Regions from separate parts of the Mus musculus genome. Here region 2 is linked to region 1. The links are chromatin contacts, called in public HiChIP or PLAC-seq maps. All regions are on one chromosome and are shown on one strand. The core of a region is the stretch at or near the end of the contact, and the rest is flanking DNA. Distances in the headings are between cores, read along the strand shown.

Region 1 (7,693 bases), core at 3,686-6,185:
TAACTCTGAACTCTTCCACAGTCTTCCTGTGCAGCCTCTCAAGCACTAAGATTAGATTACATGAGTGAATTACCATGCCAAGTTAATATAGGATCTTTAAAATTCATTACAATTAATTAAATGTTAATTGAATGTGTGAGAGAGTGAAAGAGTCTGAAAGAGCAGTTTGCATAAAAGCAAGAGAGAAAGAGAGGGAAGGAGGGAAGGAAGGAGAGAGAGAGAGAGACAGAGACAGAGAGGGAGGGAGAAGGAGAGGGGAAGAAGGAGGGGGAGGGGAGAGGGGGAGGGGAGAGGGGGAGGGGAGAAACAAACTTTCTCCTGTACCATGGCATGCTGGGGATGGTATCTGAAGAGTTTTCAGGAGTTGATTCACTCCTTTCACCTTCCTGTAGCTGAGTATTTCACCGTCTGTTGACACAATGCATATTACAGGCCCAGAGCTCCCAGGGGTTTCTCCTGTCTCTGCCAACCATCTAATGTGGGGCTGCTTAGACCACAGATGTATGCCACTACATCCAGCTCTGTACATGTGTTTGGGGCTTCAACTCACACTTGACAGCTTGTATGGCAAGTGCTTTTACCTGCTTAGCTACCTCCTTGTTTTAGTATAGGGTCTTAACAGAGACCATGGATACTGTTAAGGCTATTTAGAAAAAAATGATCTGTCTGAAAGAGGAACACAGAGCACAGTCTTTGATAATATCAACATTTAAGGGAACACCAGAGGAAGAAGTCTACACAGAAGACTAAAATACAACACCACACAGCTAGGTGACAGGAGGATCATGATTAAGGTATTTTAAAGGAGCTAGGCAGTGGTGACACACATCTTAAATCCTAGAACTTCGGAGGCAGAGACAACAACTTTGGATTGCTTGAGTTATGAGACCATCCTAGTATACAGAATGAGTTCCAGGACAGCCAGGGCCACAGAAAAAACTCTGTTAAACAAAACCAACCAACCAACCAACCAACCAACCTACCAACCAAGTAACAACAAAGAAGATAATTTAAAGAGGAGGCTGAAGCAGAAGGATCAAAAGTTCAAGGCCAGTCTGAGCTGTGAATGGAACTTCTATCTTACAAACAGCACATCTGCCATCCTCATAGCTGGAAGGTAGCATCAGGAGGCTCAGAAACTCAAAGCCAGCCTTAGCTACACAGAGTTCAAGGTCAGCGTGCAGTACGTAAGACCCTGTCTCAAAAGAAACAAAACAAAAAGAGTGCATACGTGTGTGTGTTCTCCGCATGCCCCCCCCCCCACACACACACACAAATAGGGCAACAGAGTGCTCACGCAACCAATGAAAATAAGAAAATGTTGATAGATACTGAGACGTTAGCCTGGGGAGCTGAAGAGATGCTTAGCAGTTAAGAGCAGGGGCTGCTCTTCCAGAGCATTCAGGTTCACTTCCTAGTACACAAAAGGCACCTCAGCTACTTGTAACTCCAGTTCCAGGGGGTCTGACACCCTCTGGCTTCCATGTGCACATGCATGCATGTGGTGCATAGACATACATACAAACAAAACACGCTTACACATAAAACAAAGTAAATTTTAAAAAGAGAAGTTCTATTTAAAAAAATAGACAAAGTTAGCCTGCAGCAGATACTATATTAGCAGGAAATCAAAAAATAGAGAAAATAAATGGAAATCATGTATGTTCTTCTAAAACTTGAGCTAAGAAAGAAGGTAAACAATTGTAAAACAGGAACTAAAATGGAAAGAATATGATTATTTTCTTCAAATCTTCAATTATTTCCAACAGCTCCCCAAACCTCAGTAAGTCAAAGTTTTAAATTAAAATTGTATTACACAATAAAACGTATTACACAGTTCTACAAAATCTTGGTAATAAAAATAATACTTAGTCAACAAAAGTAACTGTGTTTACTCACGGAGCTTGAGTACGGGTAGTATATTCTTTGAATTCACTATCATGAATCGTGAAGTAAGGCCGAAAATCACTAAAGTACTTTAATGGAGAGATACAGCTGTGGAACAGAAGGAACAGAAATTAAGGCTCCACTCCACAACTATGAGACATCCAGATATACACCGGAAAGACAAATTCTTTCAGTATTATGTAAGCACTGGTCTCTAATATTAACTGAAATTTATCGAGGTGTAACTCCATATCACTGAGTGTGTGTGTGTTATTCAAAGCACCAAAAACCTGGTTTCAGCTCTAACTGAACCTGACTCAATCTTCTCACATATTCTGAGAAAGCTGTTGCATGGACTGATGCTGTGAGTGGGGGAACATCGCAGGTTGGACATACTGAAAGAATCAGAATCAAGAGGCAAATGCACTCACTTAACAAGAGCCAGTACAGTTTCTGAAGATTCTGACGGCGATGGCGCCATGACCACCAGGGGCTCTCCCAAGAGCACCAACTCCCAGAGCATCTGACTGTGAAGAAAAACTGGGCAGAAACACCTGGAAAATTTACACAGTAGAAAGACTTTATTATTTATTTATCCAATTTTGCCTTTCAAATTCCTAAATAATCATTCCAAGAACTTCACATTGATACAAATTCTTCCTGCTCCTGACAGCTTGATCTGAAAAATGAACTGAGAACGTGGCAATGCAGGCAGCAGGCACGCACACAGTCAAAGCCAGGCGTGAGGCTCTGAGGACACAATTCCATTAGTGTGTTTAAGTCTGAACACTGAGGAACCTTTATTTATTTACTTTTCTTCCTTATTTGGTAGCAATTTTCCCTAGCGGATTAGAGAAAAAAAGTATTTCTGAAGAACAAAACAAACCTCACTAGTTAAAAAGACAAAAACACTCCCCCAAACCAAAACATATGTAAGTGCAAAAACATAAAGCAAATTTATGAGATAAAAAAATAAGCTAGTTAATTTTAATTAATAAAACCAAAAAGACAAAAAACCAAACCAAAACCAAACCAAAACCCTAAGCAGCGGTGGCACAGCCTTGGATCCCAGCACTGTGAGGCAGGGCCTCTGAGTCCTAGGCCAGCCAGGGCTGCAGAGAAACCACGCATGGACTGCACGGCTAGCTGCAAACAGTGCGTGTTTGAGCTGGGCTACACTCGACACTTTCAGACCGTGATCAGGTGCTCTGCAAAATGCATGAGCAGTGCTAGCTTCTCCCTTGGCATCTTCCTCTTTTGTCAAATCCTAGAGTATATTGTTTTATTTAAAAATTTTAAAACATAATAGTACTTGCGGTTTCTTTTTTTTTCCTTACTGAAGTTTTTTTTTTTTTAACAAAAGGAATAAATCTCATGATATTTCACCCCAAATTTAACTACTTTTTCTAGCTTCACCACAATACAATTCTCAGAGCAAATGAAACAAACCCGTCTATTTGACCACGTAGCACCTAAAGCGCACCTCAGCTTTCTTGCAGCCGGACGGATGAACCACTGGACTTTACCATTAAAACCCAATGAATATTTGGTTTTTAACTTTTCAAGAATCTTTGGGGCCCATAATGAGTATTTCCTTCCAGCTTAATTCACACTTTCCATAAGTTAATAACAATTATCACAAATTATAAAGACAAAGTATTTCACATCTTTTTTATTCTTTACCTGAAAAGATCCACCTCGTGAACAGTAGGCAAAATAATAGATGTGTGTGTATCTGCCTAAAGGGTTAGAAAAGGAAGGAAAAAGTACGGGAGATGTTACGAAAATTGATAGAAATTCATTTTTGTTTTTGTTTAAAACAGGATCTAACAGTATAGCCTTGGCTGTCCTGAAATCACCACAGAGTCCAGGATAATGGACTCACGAGAGATTACTGTTGGAACTAAAGGTGTGTACCACCACATCTGGCTATAGTAAGCAAAATGATGGTACATGACTAGACTGTAAACCAGCACTCAAAAGCAGAGGCAGGAGAATTGATGTGAGTTCAAGCTCAGCCTCACTAGCAAGTTCCTGGACAGACAGGGCTACACAGTGAGACCCTGTCTCAAAACACATAGTAAATAAATGAAAATGACAACACAACTATCTCACAACCAATGAGCCCTATCACTCAGTCCATTCTGACAAGTTGCTCTTCCAGGAGCAGCCAGAGAGAATGGATCTTACAAGTCTCCAACAATACAGCAGAGAAAAGCACAAACTCTGTGGGTAGGAATCAGCCCAAGGCCAGATGTGAGCCTGGGTCCCAGCTGTACATCAACACTAGGGGATGTGTAACCAGCACTCAGGTCTCCTGCTGTCCTGTAGCCTTACTTGAAGCACAGTGGGGATGGTAACAAAGCAGCTCAAGTATTTCAAATGAAAGATTCAAACCCGCAGGAACAGAAACTGCTTTCAGAAAAAGAAAAGCTCCAGGATCCTTCTGACTTAACGGTCTAAAATTAGAATTCAGTTGCCTATTCTTGTAAGAGAACACCTTTTGCCAGAGTTAAACCTTCTTTAAAGTGTTTACTGTCATTTAGTCCTCACAATTACAACATGAACGTGGGGTTCTCCAGGACCTACTGAGGTAGTAACAACATTTCTAACAAGAAATGTTAGAAAATTTATCACCAACTATTTAAAAGTAACGGGTGTTTCAGTGACCAGGCTGCGCCACGGTCACTTTAGCATCATGCTACCTGCTGAGTTAACTGCACCATCTGCGTGGTCCCAGGCTTGTCATGACACGTGGGAATCCGAACCTTAAAGACAGAGAGGAGCTATTATTTATCTGTATGGCAAGTGCTCTACCTAGCACACTCAGCACTTTGAAAGTGCTCTAAAGAGCAAGTGTTTCTGCGGGGTTTTAGAACTAAGGGTGTTCATTCTTAGTTACAGCAGGAGCAGGGAAACCAAAGTTCCCATGTCTACAAATGGAGATCACTAAACACAGAAGCAAATGTGCTGGAAACAGTCAGGACAGCAGTCTATCACATGGCTTCCTGCTCACTTTTCCAGTCTCTGCTTCACAAATACACACACCCAAACACACCCTCTCAAGCCTGCCAAACTTCTGAATAAACCCCACAGGAAACAATGGGAACCCTCAACCCCAAGCTTTCAGAATTGTTATGTTTGCTGAAGGGGTCGGGGCAAATACACTTACAAATCACGAAACTCTAAGGAAGGAACGCAGTTAAGGATAAGTCCAAGGTCACAAGAGCATGAATAGCAAAGAACTTGCGTGCACTCAGACAAAATCTGCCAGTAAAATTCAAATTCCTTCAAAACAAAGCAATGGGAGGACTATAACTCAGAGGTGAAGCACTTGCCTAGCCCTTAGGAGGCCCTGGGTTCAATCTCCAATACACAAAAAAGCAATGAAAGGAAAAATAAAAAAATCCTCACCATAACAAAAATATTCCAAGAAAAAACATGCTTGGTCTGACACTAAATGTTAAAAGACCATTTAGAGCTGGAAAAAAAAAAAAAAAAACAAACCCAAAAAACAATGACTTTTCTAGTTTAATCTTAATTTCCAGCAATTCACACCCAAGACTACGAGTGTTCTTCCCCTTCTTACCACCCATATTGTAGGATTTTAGAGGGAAGCACTTTTATCTGTGCATAGTCCACAGGGAGAAATACCATTGCTGCACTAATCCTTTAGGTGCACTGCCTGGCTGGAGGGGCCTGGAGATGTATGAAGGACTCTTCGAGGCGGGATCAACTGTGGTGTATCTGTAAGGTCTCCCAGCAATGACAACAGTGAAGGCATTAACATCACTAAATGTCATCAGGTTGTTTAAAACAAACCCTATGTGTGAGCGAGCTTTCTGTAGAGTTCTTCAGAGCAGACAGATGAGACTCTAGTCAGTTGTTACCTTCATTACTAGTCCCATGATAGGCAGGTGCAGCGTTTTCCCTGGCACTGGGGCAGGCCATCGGTCAACATCATTACAAGCTGAAAATGAAACAAAATACTAATGTAAGTGAAAAGATAAAATATTTAAAATGGACACTGCTAGTTAGAGCTCTTTTTGTAACATGGGAGAAATATGTTAATAATAACAGCAGATAAAAGTAAATTTGATGAAATATTTAATTTAAAATTTTTTCAGAAGTATTATGTTCTAGGATATATATTGGTTAACTGTTGAATGAGAGGTAGAGAGATGGCTCATCACTCATGACAGGAAGCTCACAATCACCTACAACTCCAGCTCCAAGAATCTGATGCCCTCTCAGGCCTCCACTCAGGCACTCACACGTGTGTGGCACACACACCACCAATAAAAATGTTTTGGTTTTTTTGTTTGTTTGGTTTGGTTTTTTGTTTGTTTGTTTGTTTGCTTTTGGGTTTTTTTTTTTTTTTCGAGACAGGGTTTTTCTGTGTAGCCCTGGCTGTCCTGGAACTCACTCTGTAGACCAGGCTGGCCTCAAACTCAGAGATCCTCCTGCCTCTGCCTCCCAAGTGCGGGGACTAAAAGTGTGTGCCACCACGCCCAGCTAATAAAAACGTTTTTAATTAAGAAGAAAACCTGTTGAATGACAAGTAGCTTCAAGGGCAGACTTCCTATTTATTTTTTAACTACTGTTTCTGTTTTTGGATTTCTGTTCAATGGTACTCCAGGAACTATCAGTACAAAATCTTATTACTAACTCTAACAGACACCATTTATATTATTACATTTGAAAGGACCAGATAGCACTTTGGTATTTATAGGTAAAGATACCACACTAGATGTTCTGTAGCTGTCTCAAATCATTTAGGATTTAAGTCTTAAATCTTCTGATTTTTTTTTTAGAGTATCACCTTAGCTTTATTAAAAATCTTTTCTTTAAGAGTATGTAACCTGTGTTACTGGTGGAGAAGATAGGACTCAAATGTTAAAAGTGGTAATAGCTCTATCAAAAGATCAAAGTTTGGTCCCCAGAACCCATGCCAGGCAGCTCACAGCAATTTGGAACTCCAGCTCCAAGGAGGATCTGACACTTCACTCACACGTAGACATGCATGCATGCACTCATGCACACACGAACACTAAACAAGCAAATAAATACATCAGTGAAAACGAAAAGTAAATATAAAAGAGAACATTCCTTGGACTAAGGAGAATCAGTAAAGTGCTTACTAAACAAGCATGAAGAACTGAGTTTGATCCCCAGAACTCAAAAAAAAAAATGTCAGACATGATAACAATGCATGGTTCTAATTCAAGCACTGGGGAAAAGACAGGAGGTTTACTGGGGCCCACTGGCAAGTCAGTCTAACCTAATTAAAATGCCTCCGGTCTTAGTAAGAGACCCTACTCCAAAAATCAAGGTGACTGGCTCCTGAGGAACACCACCAAAGAGTCACCTCTGGCTCGCACACAAATCTGCATGAGCACTCTGAAAACATGTGAACATGCATGGACAGATACACACACACACACACACACACACACACAGAGTACATAACTTATATAATATTTAACTTACCTGCTTCCAAGTAAGGTTCATTTTTTTCAAAATACTCTGGTGCTATCTGTTTGAGTACGGTGTGAAAAAAATGAATATAAGGTAGTTTGCTGATCAAAACCAATGACTGAGGAAAGAAAGAAAGGGGACAAAGGTTTTTTTGGTTTGGTAATTTTTTTTAATGCCTAGTGATTATAATTTAGATTTGCCATTTATTTTTCATGAACAATTATTAATGAGCTAAAATTCAGCAAAAACAAGGGTATGGATTTTGAAATTGACAAAGTTTTTTTTTTTTTTTTTTAAAGGTTTATTTATTTATTTATTACATGTAAGT
Region 2 (7,693 bases), core at 2,718-5,217, 64 kb before region 1:
CTGCATAATGTCTGGTTGTGGATCTCTGTATTTGTTCCAAACTGCTGCAGGAGGAAGTGAAAACTCTAGTTCTGACCCAAGAATACAATTTGAAAAATCAGATAAACTTATTTTCCAAAGCCTTGACTATTTAAAAGGGAGTTATAGATATGACATCACAATGTGATCCTCTAGCTAAACCTAATGGCTACACTTGTGTAGCTGAGAAAGGAGGATTGCAAGTCTGAGACCAGTCTGGACTCAGTGAGAGCCTGTGTCAAAAAGCAAAAAAAAAAAAGAAACAAAAAAACCCCCCAAACACACAAAAAAAGTGATTCTCTAATATGTATACCAAACATTTCTTTTTTAAAAGGAAATTTTATGTGTATATGTTTTGCCTGGATGTCTCTGTGTGCCTGTGAAGGCCAAGAGGGTGTTGGATACTGTGGAACTGGATTAGGCAGTTGAAAGCCATCATATGGGTATTAGAACTGGTTCTCTGGAAGAGCAAGCTAGTGTCTTGACCACGGACCATGAAGTTTCTTCTTCTTTACAAAAAAAATATTGAAAATACTAACAGATTTCATAAGACCAATTTAAAATTCAGGATTAAAAAACTATGGTCAAGAATTCTATATGGCTCTAAACTTACATAAATGTTTTAAAATTTTGTGTATGCATGTTGTGTGTGTTGGGAGTATGCATATCACATAGCTTGTGTGAGGTCAAAGGACAATTTGGTTGTGGAATTTGTTTTCTCCTTTGACCTTTATGTGGATTCTAGGTATCAAACTGAAGTTACAGGACTAGTATGGCAAGTGCTTTTTTCCTATTCTAAGCCATCTCACTGACTGCTAAATTTGAACAGATTTTACATAAGCTCTTCACATTTTGCCCCAAATAAATTTTGATTGCTATTAGCATTATAATAGCATGTATAGCGTGTCACAAAAATTTTAAAAGCACAAAACCTAAAAGAAACAAGTTAGTGATCATGCTACTGCACATCTGTAATGCCAGCACTGAGGAAACTCAGGTGGAAAGCTGTGGGCTGAAAGCCAATCGGGGATACACAGTGAAATCCTATTTCAAAACAAAAATAAAAAGAAGGAAGAAAAAGGAGAAAAAAGAGAAAAGAATGGAGGGTTTGGGAAGGAAAAATAATAGATGAAAGGAAAAGATAGATAAATTGACTCTTTTAATTTTTATAAAATGGCGAATGGAAATTATTTTGAATGCAATGCCCCAGCCCTTCTTCAGTACTAGAGATTGAACCCAGTGCCTTGTGCCTGTTAGGCAAACACTCTACCACAAGCCTGACTTTTGAATTATGTGGGGAAATAACCCAAACTGATAACAAGTACTGTAGTCTCCCCTCCCCCAGCCTGAAACCTGCTTGCTCAGGGGTGGAGCTTCCTGCTCATTCGTTCTGCCACGCTCACTGCTGGAACCTGCCGCTTTGCTGTTCGGAGCCACACATGTGCTCACCTTTCTACTGGACCCGAGATTATTTGGCGGGAATCGGGTCTCCTCCCCCTTCCTTCATAACTAGTGTCGCGACAATAAAATTTGAGCTTTGATCAGAATGAATTTGTCTTAGCTCCGTTTCTTCTTTCGCCCCGTCTAGATTCCTCTCTTACAGCTCCAGTAGCCATATCAGTCGAACTGTTCATGTTGCGAGCTGCTGGCGGCCGCAACAAAGTACTATTCAAAACTTCTGAATACTATCACCCAAAACTACAGTTTCATTTTGACCCTAAGTATAAATAGTATCTAAGCAAACAGTGTTTACAGCCAATATCATCTACTGTAATGAAAGTAATCAGAGTAAACCAGACTTCACATGAGTACTGGAAGATTTATACATGATACATAGGTAGGCATGATTGTTTGTTTGTTTTTGTTTTTCGAGACAGAGTTTCTTTGTGTAGCCCTGGCTGTCCTGGAACTCACTCTGTAGGCCAGGCTGGCCTTGAACTCATAAATTCGCCTGCCTCTGCCTCCCGAGTGCTGGGATTCAAGGTGTGCGCCACTACGCCCGGCTTGGTAGACATGATTCTTATAGGTATGTTTCTTTCGTATTGATTGGAGGTAGCACTACATAGTCCAGGCTGGTCTAGAACACATGTGCCACCACGCCTAGCTTAGTTTTGTAGTTTTCCTTTTAATTTGAAACTTAAAAGAAAATCATGTGTCTATATTGACACATGTGTTGTGTGTTTTGGGGAGTTGAACATGCACACATATGCTCATGTGTAAAGGTGAGATGTCAATTTCCAGTGTCTTTACTTAGGAAAAACCACCCTGGTTTTTTGAGACAGGTTCTCTCATTGACTTGGAGCTTGTATTTAGGCTAGGTTGTCTGGCCCAGAACCCCAAGGCTCCACCTGTAATCGCAGAGCTGGGAATAGAAGCACATACCATTCTGCCTAGCATTTTCATCTGGGTTCTAAGGATCAAACTTAAATCCTCATTCTTGCATGGCAAACACTATACCAACTATGCTATTTGCAGACTTTCTTTCTCTAAGGCCTTCTTAAATCCTCACAATTGCTAGCCAAGTACTCTTATCACTGAACTGTACCCTTAGTTTGTGTTTCTTCTTCTTTTTTAAAAAATTTTATTTTATCTGTATGAGTACACTGTTGCTGACTTCAGATATACCAAAAGAGGGCATCAGAACTCACTACAAATGGTTGTGAGCCACCCTGTGGTTGCTGAGAATTGAACTCAGGAGAGCAGTCAAGTGCTTTTAATCACTGAGCCATCTCTCCAGCCAGTTTGTGTTTCTTGATATTAAAAATAAAAGTGTTCCTAGTCCTTTCCCTCCAATATGTATTATCAAAATCATACTATTGCTTAATCTCTCAAGTTTCAATTATATAATTACAAATGGGGCTATAAGTCAATTTAATAAAAGTATAGCTTCAGTAGTGGCATTTACAGCTGGGCATGGTGGTGTATGCCTTTAATCCCAGCACTCAGGAGGCAGAGACAGGCAGATCTCAGGAATACACAAAGTAAATCCTGCTTCGAAAACCAAAAACAACAAAAAGGCATTTGCTTATTACTTTCAAGCTTGTGGATTAAAAACAAGCTTTCCACGAGATTTGACATTGTCAGAATACTTCTTGAAAAATAAAAGACCGTGCAAACAAAAGGTCTGGGCTGGCGAAATGGCTCAATGGGTAAAGTTGCTGCCAGGCCTGACAATCTGAGTTCAGTAGAGTTGAAGGGTCTTTCTTACAGACTAGTACTCCCGGGGCTCCCTGTTCCAGTCAGATAGGACTTCGTTTTGGTCTACAAATAAACCAAGATCATTCGTATTAAGAAATAAAACTCTCGGCGAAATTTAATCTTCAAATTAAGTAAAATGGGGAGGGGTTTAGCGTCTTCGTTTAAAGAGTTCTTAAAGTTTTACCTGAGTCCTATAATTTTATTTGCTAAACCTTTCAACCCTACAAAGACAAGGTCTTCCAAGCTCTTTACTACTTAAACCACTAACAGCTTTCGAAAACATGTCTGTACTTTTTCTATCATTTACTATGCTGTGTAGCTTTGACTCAGTCTTCCTGGGTTCCAAGGCGGATAGGAAACCTACCTCAAAACCTAACAACAACAAAAGCGCGAGGCTCAAGTACATTATGCATCTTGTGTTTTGTATCCTCAGAGCTCACAAGCTGGTGGAAGAAGCCGGCGGGCGGCTCGGAGCTCCTTAGCTACCACAAGCTCCACACTTGTCGTGCTTAGCTTCACTCGACCCGCCACACCTCGAAAGACCAGGGAACAGGTCCGCCAACTGTGCAGAGCGGACGTTGCAATCCTGGGGAGGAGGCCGGCGCCTACACACAGCCATAACCGGAGCAACTGGAAATGACAGAAAGCCTAGTGTTTCCCGGAGGCACCGCCCAGTCACTTCCGGTTCCGTAAGCCTATTGTTCCCGCCCTCAGCCTACACTTTCAACAAAACTTCGGGTTCTGGTAGCTCCCTCGGGCACTCTTATATTTCCTTCACTCTTCGCCTTTTACCCATGTTGAATAAAAACACCAAGGCGCTCGAAACTCGAGACCGGCGGTCAAGACAAGAAGGAGCTGGCAAGTGGCCTTGGCGAAAGTGCGAGTCGGGAACACCGCGCGCTTGATGCTCACACCCCGGCTTCTGCTTGCCGCCGACCGGAAGTCCACGGTCTGAATGGGTCTTGTACCCGGCCACGGCCGCTCCTCCCGGTGGACTTGACAGCGGGCGACTCTGGATCTCTGATCTCGTCGGCTGCCAGGTTCATGTGGAGGCTCCCGGGCCGCAGCGCGCTTCGTGGGGTCCGGTCGGTGGTGGAGCGGCGCAGCCGGGCCGAGGCAGGGACTCACGAGGCGGTGCGCGCCATGGAGCGCGCGGTGGTGCGCTGTGTGCCCTCGGAGCCCAAGCTCAGCCTGTCTTTCGCGTTGGCCGACGGCAGCCACAAAAACATGCAGAGGGACCAGAGCGAGCCTCTGGGCCGGGCCCTCAGCCGGATCGCTACCAACGCCCTCAAGGGACACGCAAAGGTAGCGGCCGCCAAGAAGAGCAGGAAGAACCGAGCCCACTCGAGCGGTGGCGCGGCCTGTGAGGCTACAGGGCCTGAGCCGGTTGCGACCTGCGAGCCGGTGGTGAAGCTGTACTACCGGGAGGAGGCGGTGGCCGAGGATGTGCTCAATGTGGACGCCTGGCAGGACGGAGCGGTGCTGCAGATCGGCGACGTCAAGTACAAGGTGGAGCGCAACCCGCCCACCTTCACGGAGCTGCAGTTGCCGCGCTACATCATGGCTGGCTTCCCTGTGTGCCCCAAACTCGGCGTGGAATTTGGGGATCCCGCCAGCTCCGTGTTCCGCTGGTACAAGGAAGTCAAACCCGGGGCGGCAGAACCTGGGGACAGCGGCCCCGCGTCCTCGTCTCACTCTTCGCAGCCTTCAGCTTGGATCGAGACCGGTGTGGACGAGCGCGTCTACACCCCGTGCAATGCAGACATCGGGCTCCGGCTCCGGCTTCACTGTACACCGGGCAATGGGCAGCGCTTCGGGCCAAGCCGGGAGCTAGAAAGCCTGTGCCCGGTGGAGGCCGGGCCTGGCACCTGCACTTTTGACCATCGACATCTGTACACCAAGAAGGTGACGGAGGACTCTTTCATCCGCACTGTCTCCTACAACATCCTGGCAGACACGTACGCCCAGACTGAGTTCTCTCGGACGGTCTTGTACCCGTACTGTGCCCCCTACGCCCTGGAGCTTGACTACCGCCAGAATCTCATACAGAAGGAGCTCACAGGCTACAACGCAGACCTCATCTGTTTGCAGGAGGTGGACCGCGCGGTGTTCTCCGACAGCTTGGTACCGGCCCTGGAGGCCTTCGGGCTGGAGGGCGTGTTCCGAATCAAGCAGCACGAAGGCCTGGCCACTTTCTACCGGAAGTCCAAGTTCAGGCTCCTTAGTCAACATGACATCTCTTTTCAAGAAGCCCTCAAGTCGGACCCACTGCACAAAGAATTACTAGAGAAGCTGGCTTTGAACCCATTAGCACAGGAGAAGGTCCTCCAGAGGTCATCTGTCCTTCAGGTCAAGTAGCTCTGCTTGTTTTCTTCATACTCGCCCAGGATTAGGGGTTGCCGGAGTATAGGGGGTTGGGTATTAGTACTCGTCATTGGAAATACGCATTTCTTTAAAGTGTTTTTGCTCCAGCATCTTGAAAGTGTAGCCTGTTCCTTAATTCAGCACATTTTAACCTCTCCTAGTGTGCCTATCCTGCCGCAGGTTGCCTTCAACAAGATGAATAGAGACATTCCTTAGTGTTTACAATCCAGGTAGACATAGTAACTTGTCACGTACCGTTTTAAGAGCACTTTAAAGCACTCCCAAGTCTAAGTCCCTCCTGTTTTAAGATGTTTCGTCTCTATTGTTAACTAGTGTGTAAGAAAAAGTAATTGGCTTATCTGTTTTTACAGATACTATCCTTTTTTAATAAATGAGAAAATGTTCCTAATGTCCTTATGCTAGTTGAAAGAAGTATGAAGGGCTGGAGAGATGGCTCAGTGGTTAAGAGCACTCACTGCTCTTCCAGAGGTCCTGAGTTCAATTCCCAGCAACCACATGGTGGCTCACAACCATCTGTAATGGGATCTGATGCCCTCTTCTGGTGTGTCTGAAGACAGCAACAGTGTACTCACATATATTAAATAAATAGATAGATAGATAGATAGATAGATAGATAGAATGGGATCTGATGCCCTCTTCTGGTGTGTCTGAAGACAGCAACAGTGTACTCACATATATTAAATAGATAGATAGATAGATAGATAGATAGAAAGAAGTATGAAGCCAGGATTCATAGCCACTTGACAATGTTAGCATTATTGTTCAGGGTGTGAACGTAGCTTTAATCTGTGGGTTTGTGTTTTGTTTTATTTTATTTTGTTTCCTTTGTTGAATTTTGTTGATATTTTTGAGATGAGGTCTCACTGTGTATCGGTGGATGTCCTGAACTGGATATGTAGGCCAGTCTAGCATGAACCACTGAGAGTCACCTGCCTCTTAAGTGCTGGGATTAAAGTTGTGTGCTACTAAGCTCATCGTCTTTAAGGGCATTTTCAGAGTTTTTTATGTAATGGGTTTTGTTCTGAGTAAAGGAATGTCTACCCATTTTCAAGCACCACTGTGTTCTGTGCACTCTTATGTAAGTTCATTTAATTGAATACACACATCTATGAGGGAGGTGATATGGTTTCTTTACCTTACTCCGAGGCACAGTGCTGTAAATGCTAGACTGTTCAAACAGATCTGACTCCAGGACAAGTAAGTGCTTTCACACTTGAAAACAGTTTAATCTTTTTTTTTTCTTTTTTTTTGGTTTTTCGAGACAGGGTCACTCGGTAGACCAGGCTGGCCTCGAACTCAGAAATCCACCTGCCTCTGCCTCCCAAGTGCTGAGATCAAAGGTGTGCGCCACCACTGCCTGGCAGAAACAGTTCAATCTTAAATTTATCAACTACAATGTATTTTTTCATAATGGTGTATATTGGATGGTTACTAAAATGTTATATTTACTCATGTTACATACCTTAAAACTTGTAGTGTCAGATTTAAAACTTGGTGTCTTAGTTTTCAAGAGATTGTGGAATGAAATAGCTCAGCCTGAGAGTCAGGTATTATGGCACCTGCTTTAATCCCAGAACTTTGGAGGAAGAGGCAGATGACTTTTATGAGTTCCAAGGCCAGGCTAGTTTACATAGTGAGTTCTAGGACAGCCAGGAGTATACAGTGAGAAACTGCCTCAAACAACCAACACCAAAACCAAAAATACTTTCAGGAGATCGGCAGACACCAACTGAACATTGATGTTTCCTATTACAGATTTCAGTTCTTCAGTCTACAACAGACTCTTCCAAAAAGATATGTGTTGCTAATACCCATCTCTACTGGCACCCAAAAGGTAGGTTTTCTTTAGCTTTACAATGACTTAAACATTGAGACTCAATGTTATTAAAGCTGTACGCACACACACACACACACACACACACACACACACACACACACACAGGCTAAATATAAAGGTGAAATAATAGCCTGTAGAATCTGAGTGACATTCAAGATAAGAGTTTGATAGGGCTCGGGTTGTGGTACACACATGTAATCAGCTCTGAGGATGCTGTGGCAGGAGGATTTCAAGTTCTAGGCCAACGTGGATTTC

What was found. HiChIP or PLAC-seq counts read pairs in DNA pulled down with a chosen protein or histone mark.
Region 2: an H3K27ac HiChIP or PLAC-seq map of embryonic stem cells shows a contact between it and region 1, with 6 read pairs. The contact joins the promoter of Pde12 here to the enhancer-like site in region 1. A contact is called at or near these places in 2 of 39 promoter capture datasets (hippocampal neurons and maxillary cranial neural crest), 1 of 484 Hi-C or Micro-C datasets (CD4 T cells), 3 of 115 datasets of contacts at active chromatin or transcription factors (the SCID.adh cell line and embryonic stem cells) and 3 of 9 other capture datasets (adipose tissue, liver and pancreatic islet).

Annotation. Positions count from the first base shown.
Region 1 is chr14:26,602,838-26,610,530 of GRCm38.p6, reverse strand. Dennd6a (DENN/MADD domain containing 6A) reads right to left here. Exons shown (of 20, transcript NM_001134465.2): 6 at 7,378-7,483; 7 at 5,778-5,857; 8 at 4,593-4,655; 9 at 3,571-3,626; 10 at 2,319-2,441; 11 at 1,900-1,995. Among named protein-coding and RNA genes, the nearest start is that of Dennd6a, 27 kb to the right of the region's middle. Within about 2 kb of position 4,935, at least 8 of the 459 cell types and tissues checked have an H3K27ac peak or open chromatin away from gene starts, as enhancers often do. A contact at or near this core is called in embryonic stem cells, where this site is marked.
Region 2 is chr14:26,666,120-26,673,812 of GRCm38.p6, reverse strand. It overlaps Pde12 (phosphodiesterase 12), which reads left to right and starts at 3,967. Exons shown (of 3, transcript NM_178668.3): 1 at 3,967-5,565; 2 at 7,357-7,435. The coding sequence starts at 4,261. Mir7672 (microRNA 7672) reads left to right here and starts at 4,205; the gene lies at 4,205-4,266.